Linked DNA regions of Mus musculus: region 1 is linked to region 2. A link is a contact called in public HiChIP or PLAC-seq data. All regions are on one chromosome and are shown on one strand. Each heading gives the region's core, a stretch centred on a gene start, on an enhancer-like site or on the middle of the called end of the contact. The rest is flanking DNA. Distances are from core to core; before and after follow the strand shown. Region 1 holds the start of Prdm9 (PR domain containing 9). Region 2 overlaps Ermard (ER membrane associated RNA degradation).

Region 1 (5,800 bases), core at 1,615-4,114, 500 kb before region 2:
AAAGAACCGTGCAGACCCATGGCTGGGCTGCTGAGGCTTGGGGCTAAGCACCCACACTAGTTATATGTCCAAATTCCTTTCTTTATCCAGCCAAGTTCTGTTACTTTTCTCCACAATAAACTCCATCACAGGTGAAAAAAAAAATGTTAGAACCTAGAGGGGAAACCCCCACTCAATTCCCGATTTGGTGTGCACCCAAAAAATCACGAAGGACCACCTTGATGTAATTACACGAGGTCGTTTAATTACGGAGCTCCGGACCAACATGCATCCCACATAGGAGATAGCCACGAGGCTCGAAAGCTAGGGGTTTTTATGGGGTAAGGGGCTTAGGTGTGTGGAATTCAGCATAGCGATACACTATTGGCTTATTCAAACATCAGCAGAAAAATTACATGTACTTGTAGGATGTCAGAGTTCTGTGAGTTGTTGACTCAGTTCAGATAGCCCTGTTATGTCCTCACATTCCCCTTTATCTTATGGTTAAGCTGTTCCCAGGAATGTTTTAACTACGGGGCATACCCAGGTTTGTTTTTCTTTTTTCTCAGCCCCAGGCAGCCTCTAGGCTCACAAACAACCAGCAATTTCTGAGTACTTTATATGACTTACAGGTCTTGAAATTTCATCTTTCTTTCACAAACCAACAAACAAAAAAAAGAAGTCAGTCATAGATTTAAGCTGATTGTGTCTACATATTTCAAACTTAGGGCAGCCAATAAACAGTGCGTTCACAGCACTATCAAAAGTTCTTAAATCTCATATATATACATATGTATATATATATATACACATATATAATATATATAATAATATATACATATATATATTTAAAAGTCTAATATTGCTTAGGTAGCAGAATTGAAGGGAAAGTCAAACTAGAGTTGGGGTATCGCACCTGTGCCTGTTTATTTTGCACTAGCAGCGGGTAGTTCGTATTCTTATCACTAGACATTTTAAATTAATTTCTTTTTAAAAGATCTATTTATTTATGTGTATTTTCGTAGGTCTAAGTGTACGTAAGTGCACCACGTAAGTCATCAAAGTCATCAGATCCCATGAACTAGAGTTACGGGGTGAGGGGTTGTGAGCTGCCCCCGCGATGGTGATGGAAGAGAATGTGTGTACTCTGCAAGAGCGGTAAGTGCTCTTAACCACTGAGCCATCTCTCCACCCCTCTTATAAGCTAATTTCTATTCAGTAATAACGATTTATATTAGCCAAGGCACTCTATTATTACGCCACGAACATTTTAGTAAACCTATGTGCTTATTTATTAAAGTTATTGTTAAATTAGAGGCTTTTAAATTTTTTTTTTTTAAACTCTTTCATAGCCTAATTTTTAGGTTCTTTTCCGGAGAGCCTTATTTGTTTTGATTTTGTCTATCTATTTGATTAAGCTACTTATCTCAGGCGAGACGTGAGCTCAGGGTATGCCTGCCAAAGCTGGACTTCCGGTCCCACCCTCATCCCCGGCTTCCCGGTGCCCAGCTCCAATTGGAGATTGACTGAAACCCCACTCTAGAGCAGACCTAAGCACTTAAAGCTCTGCTCCATGGTTTTAAGACCTTTAGTAGACAGGACACAGGTCAGGTAACACAGCCTGCCACATTGAAAAAGAGGAGTCTGAAGGAACGGACGCCGCACAGAGAACAAGTGTGCGCCTGCGCGCTGGCCACTACCTGATTCGTGCAGGGGCCTGGCAATCCCAGCGAGGGGAGGGGCAGCCTGGAGAAAGCCACGGGCAGGAATTGCACCCTGACTGACAGGCAGAGCTCCGCCCTCCGCTTTTCTTGTTCCCGCCCCTCAGCCAGCTGTCTGTCAATTGGCGGATTCTCCTGTCAGTCAGCCTCGGAACTCCTCAGAGGGACGAACGCCGGCGGTGGCCTCAGAGCCGCGGGATTCTGGACCATGAGTGCAGGCGAAACCTTCAGGACCAGCGAGGCTTTCTAGGCTCAGCCCGTGAGACCCCATATCCCCTAAATTAGATTCGGACCCCCTCAGCGTGACACGCGCGCGCGCGCTCACACGCACACACCCGGTCACCTCAGCTTCTCGGGAACTCCAAACGCCCTTTGGCTGAGTGAGGTCCCAAATGCACTTGTGCGGAACCAACCCAGCCTCTGCCTGAGGAACCTGGGTAGCTCGCCTCAGAGAGACTAAGTTTCCAGACAGGAAACCTGGACTCTCAGCGTAGAGACTCTCCTAAGCCCCAAAGACCCCAGACGCCCTCGGTCTCGAGGACCTGTCTGTCACTCCAGATTGGCTTCCAGAGATCCTAAATGCTCTCGTCCCGCAGGACCCTAAATACCTCCGACGTGACAAATCCCAACTCTTCGTGACATAATCGTCAAATCTCGTCAGACTGCGAGTCTCCAAACCTTATTTCACAGCCTGAAAGACTCCTCTAGCCTACGAACCCAATTCCTTCAATCTGATGCACCCCACTCCTCAGCCCGAGGTCCCCAAAGTTAAAATCTCAGCCAGAGCGTTCCTACATTTTCACCAGAGGGACTTCAATCCCTTGTACTCGGGATTCCCGAATCCATTTACCTGAAAACATCTTTCAGACCCTGGCTGACTCCTTGGTCCAGATGAAGAGCAAGTGGGAATGGGGTGGGGGGGGACACCGGTTGGCGGGAGGAATCTTCCTTCCTTGCTGTCGCAGGTCCTGACCCGGACGGAGGGTCGGTGCCTAGGTTTAGGGCTCAGTCCAGAATCCTTGCTCCTGCACCAGAGTACTAGACCTCGGAGTCCGAAGAAGCTGCCTGTGTTGGCTGCATGGATTCCCAGCCCCTAGCTCCTTCCCATGTGCTGGTGGGCATCTCTGATCGCCTAAGGCCCTTAGTTACCTCTTCATCCATAGGACCATAGGACCCTGGACCTCTCCAGTGAAATGTCCTGCACCATGAACACCAACAAGCTGGAAGAAAATAGTCCTGAAGAAGATACAGGGAAATTCGAGTGGAAACCCAAGGTAGTACGAAGTTATCCTTGAGTCAGGAGGATCATGGGGTGGGCAGAGGCAAACAGCCTTGAGTACCAATACCATATTGATTTTTCCTATGACAAGAAGGTGGGTCCCGATATGTGAGAGAGGAAAGGCTCATTAGCAACTGCTCTGTCAGCATGAACATCCAGTGTTTGCTTAAAGAAGGTTCTGGGAATGGGAGGATAACCTTGGTCACTGAGACCACATTCCAGGGTCCCAAGCCCGGCCCAGCATGTTCCGTTTTTTGTTTTTATTTTTTTTCCCCCAGGTCAAAGATGAATTCAAAGACATTTCCATATACTTCTCCAAAGAAGAATGGGCAGAGATGGGAGAGTGGGAGAAAATTCGCTATAGAAATGTGAAAAGGAACTATAAAATGCTGATTTCAATAGGTAACAAGAAGTCTTCGGTTGAACCAGTCTAGATTAAAAAAATAAAATCTCAGTTCCCATGTTCCCATGTTATGTTAGGGTCTTCCCAGGTATCTACAGTGGTACAGTTCCCAATGGAGACAAGTTTAGAGGAAACGTGTGTGTGTGTGTGTGTGTCTGTGTGTCCAGGACTAAATGTTAGCACTGGCCCTGTAGAGATCTCATCTCCACACCCAGAGCCTACCTGGCCTTGTGATACATTTGTTCCATCCTCTAGGGCCTTTTTAAGAGGAATATTTTGCTGCTTTTCAGGTCTCAGAGCCCCTAGACCAGCTTTCATGTGTTACCAAAGGCAAGCAATGAAACCCCAAATAAATGACAGTGAGGATTCTGATGAAGAGTGGACACCTAAGCAACAAGGTGAGGAGAGGCTAGGAGAGTTTAGAAGTGAGGTGAGGGGGCAGGAGAATTTAGAAGTACCCATCGGAAACCAAGCCAGATTTAGGTTCCATAATGTCTCAGAACCAACTTCTGAAAACTGGGTGTTTCAGAATCAAGGGTCAGCAAACAAACAAGATGCAATGCAAAATTAATAGTAAGAATCTATTCCTGTACATTTTAAAATATGTGAAAACTATATGCTATTTATAAATATAATAAATATGAAATATATACAAATCTGGGCATGAACAAGAAATATCAAACCCAAAGTAGCTAGGATAAGCACCTTACCTAGTCTGTAGCCTGCGTGCTTATTATTAATCATGTAAATATGACCATGGTTGTGCAAATGTCTCTTCAAGATCTTATTTTCACTCTTTATATGTACATAAAGAAATCTAAATCATAAAGTAATTCTATTTTAATTTTTTTTTTTGAGACAGGGTTTCTCTGTGTAGCCCTGGCTTTCCTGGAACTCACTCTGTAGACCAGGCTGGCCTTGAACTCAGAAATCTGCCTGTCTCTGCCCCCCAAGTGCTGGGATTAAAGGCATGGGCCACCACGCCCAGCTCTATTTTAATTTTTGAGGGACTTACTATTTCTGGTAGCTGTGCCATTTTATATTCCCATCAAAGGTGGTCATTCAAGCATTCCAATTTGTCCTCATCCTTGCCATTACTTCTTATGATATATCACTGGGACTTTAATTTTCATTTCCCTGATAACTAATTGTGTTGAACACTTTTTTCTATGCTTGTTGGCCACTTAAATATCTGGAGAAATGTGTGCTCGTTGCATTAATTAGGTAGCTAAAGAGCTGTCAACAAAATATCATGTGCTAAATTTTTAAGCAGAAATATATTTCTTACAGTTCTAGAGGCTAGAAATCCAAAATGGGAGTGCTGCCTTGTCAGGTTTCAACAATGGCTTCTCCTTTGTGTATAAGAGATCTCCACTGTGTATTCACATGAACTATGTGTGTTCATGTGTAGAACACATTTAGCCTTTCATAGGATCTCTACCTATGAAAGAACTAATTCAATTATGGGGCCACACTCTTCAGGTGTCATCTTGTTATGATTAGCTTCTAATAGCTTCATCTCCAAATATGTTAGGAAATAGAACTTGAATACAAAAATATAAGTTGATTTGATAAAAACGAACTTGAGTCTAATCACCTATTTTTGACTTACTTTATATTGATGTTGTGGTTGTTGAGTATTCTAGATACCAACCCCTTAATATATATACACTTTGCAGATATTTTCTTCTATTATTTAGGTTACCCTTTTCATTCCATTGTTTTGTTTGACGTTTTTAAGATTAATGTAATCCTACTTCTCTGTTTTTGCCTTTTTTTTTTTTTTTTTTTTTTTTGGTTTTTCGAGACAGGGTCTCTCTGTATAGCCCTGGCTGTCCTGGAACTCACTTTGTAGACCAGGCTGGCCTCGAACTCAGAAATCCGCCTGACTCTGCCTCCCGAGTGCTGGGATTAAAGGCATGCGCCACCACGCCCGGCAGTTTTTGCTTAATTTTTTGGTGTTATACCAAGAAAATTAATTATGTTTGCAATGTTATGCAGATTTTAGTCTTTCTTCTAATGTTTCATAGTTCCGTGCCTTGGATATAACAACTTAAAACATGTTGTTATCTTAGATTTTGTTCTTTTTCAAGATTCTCTTGGCTATTCTGATTCCCTTAAGATCCTATATTAATCTATATCCTATATTAATCCTTTATTAATTATTTTTAATGCAGTAAAACACAGCATTGGCATTTTGATAGGGAACATGTTTAATCTATACATCATTTGAGGTAATATAAACTTTTATAACTTTGTCTTATAAACCATGAACAAATCTTTTGCGTCCTTTACTTTCCTACTAAATATTTTATTATTTTAATCATTGTAGATGTGATTTTTTTTTTAAATTTCCTTCCTGGATTGTTTATTGTGGGTGTATAAAAACACAACTGATTTTTTTTTTAACTTTTTAAA
Region 2 (5,310 bases), core at 326-2,825:
GCCAAAAGTGTGAACTGCCCAGGTCCAGATGGATAGTCAGGATTTTGACTCCAACAAGACTGGCAACTAACATAGAGGCTCCTGAGGATGGGTTAGCATGGGACCATGGAAAATAATGTCTTAAGTGGGAAGTGAGGAGCCACAGCTTGTGGGAAAAGGCTTATATCTAAATAAATTCAATACTATGAGAATTTTACATGCTGAGACATGAGGGAGGTCCTAAGCTTGTTAATTAAGAGTGAAACAGAGAGATTGGAGGCCCCTGTGCCCACTATCCCTGCATCACCTGCAGCCCCTACCCTCTGCTCTGACTGGGATTTCCTGGACCTCATAACCTAAGGACTGGCCTTAGCATCACAGCCCTCCACTCCCAGTCTGTGGACTGTAGTGCTTTCTTGCTGATCTTGCATTTTGCTGGGCTATTTCTGTCTCCCTGCCAAGCTGCTGGAAAGGTTTTGAGATTACAGATTGCATTTCTGGGACTCAGAGGAACTGTCAGTGAGAGTGACCACTAAGCAGCTGAGGACCAGCCATCCCTGCCTCCTTCACAGGGGAGTGAGTTCCAGGTTTTCTCAACTAAGTTTTCTACCGTCCTCCTAAATGGAATTAATAACATTGTCTTGGGGGGTATTCAAAGTCCTGAGCAAAAGGCTTTGAAACTATGTAAGCTTTCTGTAAAGGTAGCATTTAATATTTATAATGGCAAGTCTATGCTTATAAGGATCCCCAAACTCTAATCATTGGCTGGCACAGGACTTCACTTTATGGGTAGCTTTTTTGAACTGAGCATATTTCATTTTCAATTAATTAATTATGTGTCAAGGGGACATCCTGTATCCATCCATTTGGAGAACTTCTGATGCAATCAAAGACTTATCTTAATTGGCCCCAGTCAATTCACATGGACACTCTACAATTCAGACACAGCCCATAGGAAAACTGGTTCCAGGCCCTCTAAAGCCCAAACTCTGGCGGTACCACAGTGATTTAGTTTCATTAAAATGTTTTAGTAGGGCTATAAAACAAACCACAGACACTCCCTTTTATCCGATGTAAGGAATTTTCTTTGTTAGTCCCTAAAAGCCAATCCCACACGGGCGGGCGCCATGCTTTGGCAGCAGTGTTGGCAGACTGGCTGTGGTGTCAAGGTGTGAATTCAGCCTGCAGCTGGGGAGAGTGGGTGGTTAGAAGCCAGTCTCCACTGCAAGCCTGCGCCCCTCCTTCTCTGCAAAGCTCAGTCCAGTCCCTTTAGACAAAGGGTTCCCCTCCCCCATCAGCAGTATGGTGATTGGTGGTTGGTTAATGGTGACCTTGGTCCCTCCCTCATTCTCCTGTCACCACCACTGGCCACGATGATGTCTTCCCCCAAGAGATTAATTCACACAATACAACCCCAATCTTCCCTCATGAAGATGGACAAGATTTTTAGACTGTGATTGTTCATGCCTTTCATCAATACAGAATTAAATGAACGGAAGGCCGAGCCTTCAGGTGAACGCAATGCTCCACAGCCCCAGTGGCCAGGCGCCAGTGGTCACTTCCCACTCTTGTCACCTTGGACCTACCTCTCTGTGGCCAGATGAAAAAGGAAAGAATTCCTTTTCCTGGAGTCACAGGAGTTGGCAGGAGACGTCTTCCCACACAGCTGGCAGATTACTTAATGAAGAGCGCCACCCTGTGTCTGACTAGAGAAAACACAATCAGGAAAGGACCTAGGAAGTTCTCTAAGGGAATCCAGCATCAATGTGTTCCAGGGTGACTTCCCCTTATCACGGGGTTCACCCCTCAAGGAGCTAAGCTAGACAGAGGCCCCGTTAGCAGCACAGCCCACAGTGAGACTGCAAGCTTCCACTGACGATCCTGTTGGGATACATAGCTTTGGCAAACTCCAGGTCGGTTGACAAGAGTGCTACCTGTGCCAGGTTCGGATCCATAGGTTAAAGAAACGAAAGCTACTCTCAGCTGGGGCTTCAGGTGAGGACTTGAGGGAGACCACTGTTTTCCCAATGGTTAATTCATGTAAGGCTGTGAACGGCTGGAATGTTAGTCACATACAGTGAAGACACGCACATAGCAACACACGCATCACACAGCCCAGTGTGACAGAGAGAATCCAAATCATCTATGAGGAAGAAAAGAAGAAGAGCCAGCATTGGTTGATACAGTAGGCACAGAGCAGAGCATCTGCTGCATCACTTTTTTTTTTCCTTCCTGTCAGTCAGATGAGGTATGCAGTGGCGATGTCAGCCTCAACACTGCACAGATGAAGACAAGCCCTCAAGGTTATAGAGCTCGCCCACAAGCCTGGTAAAATATGGAACCAGTATCTTCCTCTGCGCGTGCTCACTTCTCCAGCATTGGGTCTGCAATGCCAACCTTCCGGCTGACCTCTGCACTTCTGTTTCCTTTTCTAGGGTGACTCCTGAAATGATATTTTCTAGAGGCCACTGGCAGAGATCCACTCACAGGAGTTGAGGAATCTCTTGATCCAGGATTGAACCAGGCCTCAGACAGGGCAAAGCCTGCTCGACTCAGCACGCCTTTGTGGGATGTCACCTTCCTGAGATTTCCCATCAGTCTCCACAGCATGGCCCCCAGCTCTGGTTCTTTCTGCTCTCAGAACCCCAACCTAGAATTACAGCTCATCTCTTCCACTTTCTGCTGGACAACCTAGAGAGTTCCAGAGTGGTGTCTACCCAAACAGGCTTGTCCTCCTGGAACAGAGAGACAGTGCCTAGGACTACATGTTGAAAAAGTCATTCATTTTTGTTTTTTCTTTTTTTTTATTATCTTTTAGAACCTCTGTATGTGCTTCTCTTGGGTCTTCTGTTTGCTATTTCTTTTGCAGAGCAGCCAGCCATGAGCAGCACTACATGTACTTCAGGGCAGGGTGAGCTTTGTTTGCAAGTACACTTGGCAGTTGCCTTGGCCATACAGATAGCACCTTCAATCAACAGTTGTTCAGAATCTTGAATTTGTACCTGTATCATGCAATCACTTTCTCTTCTAATGTCATGCAGGAGAAAGCAAGTCTCTAAACGTCTATCACCTGGCCTCACTAACATACTACTGTGGTATGCATTTCTTAACACACACAAACTTTTATTTTATCTTGTTTTTTAAGGTGGAGGGGCTGGAGGTGGTCTCCTTACATCTACTAGGCTGGTCACAATCTTTTGATCCTCCTGTCTCTGACTCTCAGGCACTAGGATTACAGGCATGTACCACTATACATAAGTGATATCGTTTTTTTAGGAAAAATGAAAGGCAACATAGAGTTCATGGTAAACATTTTTAAAAATCATTTAATTAACAAAGCAGATTCAGAGGTGGGTTCCACTCCCTTGAAATGATGCAATATGATGAAATGGTCCAGGATACAGGACCTTGTGTTGCTGATGTGACACACAAGGACAGGTCATTATGCATGAGAGCCAGATGACCTAGAAGTGATGCAGAGCATGTCTGTGGACCATGTATCCTTTATGTGACTCATTGAAGACATGGCACCATGTAGATATTGTTCCTTTAAAAGATAAGGTGTTAAATCTGAGGGAACAATTAAATCCCAAGTGATGAACCGCAACTTTGTATTTTTACGTTCTTCCAGAGGTTGGCTGTGTGCTGGGGTGACGGTAAAATGCAATGGGACAGACAGGATGTGCAGCTGCCACCAAGTACCACCAAGGTCTCCTCTATAGCTCAGTGTCACGACCAAAAATACCTTGATTCGTGATTTCTTTGTCAGCTTATGTCAACTTTATTTGTGGTTTTTTTGGCTAAATGTATTAACATTTGTTTCTTCTCACTGAAAGTCCAAATCCTCAACAAAACTGCGTGTGTAAGAGTGGTGGCTTCACTCCACTTGTTCTTCTCTCGGCTGGTGTAGGCCACTAGGTTCTCAGTGTACTGTAGGACCAATTTTAAGAATCTGTTAAAGAGACAGTGAGGAATGGCAGTTTGTCTGTCCTGTTGTAGAATGTAGCAGCGTGCATGTCTTGTCTTCTCTTGGAGACATCCCTAACAATTACTCAACTGTGTTTGCATTCAAGAAGAAGAAATACATGCAAAATGAAAATAAGAGAAACTGATAGAGAAAGATCGTAACGCTGGGACCGGTGCTCTCCAAGCTGTGCTGGGTCTTAGAAGACATGAGAGTCTTTTCCCACTCAGATCTTGACATGGTGTTTCTAAGTGATAGAATGCAGTTGGAAGACTGCAGGGCCATGTGGCTCAGACTGACAGAGGCTAGACACATGGTGAGAGAAGTCCCACCCACAAGTCCCTCTGCTACTGATGCTGCATCCCTTGCCTTTCTTCCCTTTGTGTTGACCTGGCTCTCTGAAGAGAACCACCATTACTATGAAACACTTGCCACTGCTAAAACCAGTTTTCTTAAAGTTATTCCCTAAGATGGCAGCAAGTTCCACCTGATTATGATACACTTCGTTTCTACACGTCCAAGTTTATCCTCAGTCTTCTGAGGACTGTAGACTTTCCTGTTTGCACTTCTCATGAAGCTATGCTACAGGAATGGCACAGCGGAGCCCGAGGAGCCTCTGTCTGGGGAGCGGCTTTCCTCTGGGACAGGTCTACTCCTCAGGGACTCTAGGAGGCTGCTACTAGGATGTAGCCAGGTGTCATGGGTGACTGTCACACAAGACACAGACAGAGAAGCTACAAAGCAAGCACCACTGGTGCTAAGGCTGAGTACCCTAACGTACTTGCCACTAGTGCTAAGGCTGAGTACCCTAACGTACTTGCCACTGGTGCTAAGGCTGAGTACCCTAACGTACTTGCCACTGGTGCTAAGGCTGAGTACCCTAACATAGTTGCCACTGGTGCTAAGGCTGGGTACCCCAATGTAGTCACCAGTGGTGCTAAGGCTAAGTACCCCAATGTAATCACCAGCCTTGCACACACTTGCCAAGGTTCTATTCGTCCATCTGGGCCCTACTTTCCTTTCTGTTGCTGTGATAAAATAACCTGACAAAAAGCAACAAAGGGCAAGAAAAGGACTTATTTGGCTTAGAATTCCAGATGACAGTCCATCAATGCATGGAAGTCACAGTGGTAGAAGACTGAGATAGCTCGTCATACTCCATCCAAAGTCAACAGTAGAGACAAACAAATGCAGTTATGCTACCTGCTTGCTGGATACTCAGCTAGCCTTCTCTCTCCTCTTACATAGTCCATGGTCAAACCAGGGAATGGTGCCACCCACATAGGCTAGGCTCTCTCACATCAATTAACAATCAAGACAATTCTGACAGACATGCCCACAGGCCAACCTGTTCAGAAAATTTCTCA

Evidence for each region. HiChIP or PLAC-seq counts read pairs in DNA pulled down with a chosen protein or histone mark.
Region 1: a FOXA1 HiChIP or PLAC-seq map of pancreatic cancer cells shows a contact between it and region 2. The contact joins the promoter of Prdm9 here to the enhancer-like site in region 2. A contact is called at or near these places in 7 of 39 promoter capture datasets (the C10 cell line, the HPC-7 cell line, embryonic stem cells and 2 more), 1 of 484 Hi-C or Micro-C datasets (the HL-1 cell line), 4 of 115 datasets of contacts at active chromatin or transcription factors (astrocytes, extraembryonic endoderm stem cells, large pre-B cells and 1 more) and 4 of 9 other capture datasets (adipose tissue, liver, macrophages and 1 more).

What each region holds. Positions count from the first base shown.
Region 1 is chr17:15,560,395-15,566,194 of GRCm38.p6, reverse strand. Prdm9 (PR domain containing 9) reads left to right here and starts at 2,864. Exons shown (of 10, transcript NM_144809.3): 1 at 2,864-2,974; 2 at 3,258-3,381; 3 at 3,673-3,780. The coding sequence starts at 2,906. It also overlaps the pseudogene Gm6686.
Region 2 is chr17:15,062,201-15,067,510 of GRCm38.p6, reverse strand. Ermard (ER membrane associated RNA degradation) reads right to left here. Exons shown (of 18, transcript NM_001039552.3): 18 at 3,279-3,909. The coding sequence ends at 3,894. Among named protein-coding and RNA genes, the nearest start is that of Gm35343, 8.7 kb to the right of the region's middle. Within about 2 kb of position 1,575, at least 85 of the 459 cell types and tissues checked have an H3K27ac peak or open chromatin away from gene starts, as enhancers often do. A contact at or near this core is called in the HL-1 cell line and pancreatic cancer cells, where this site is marked.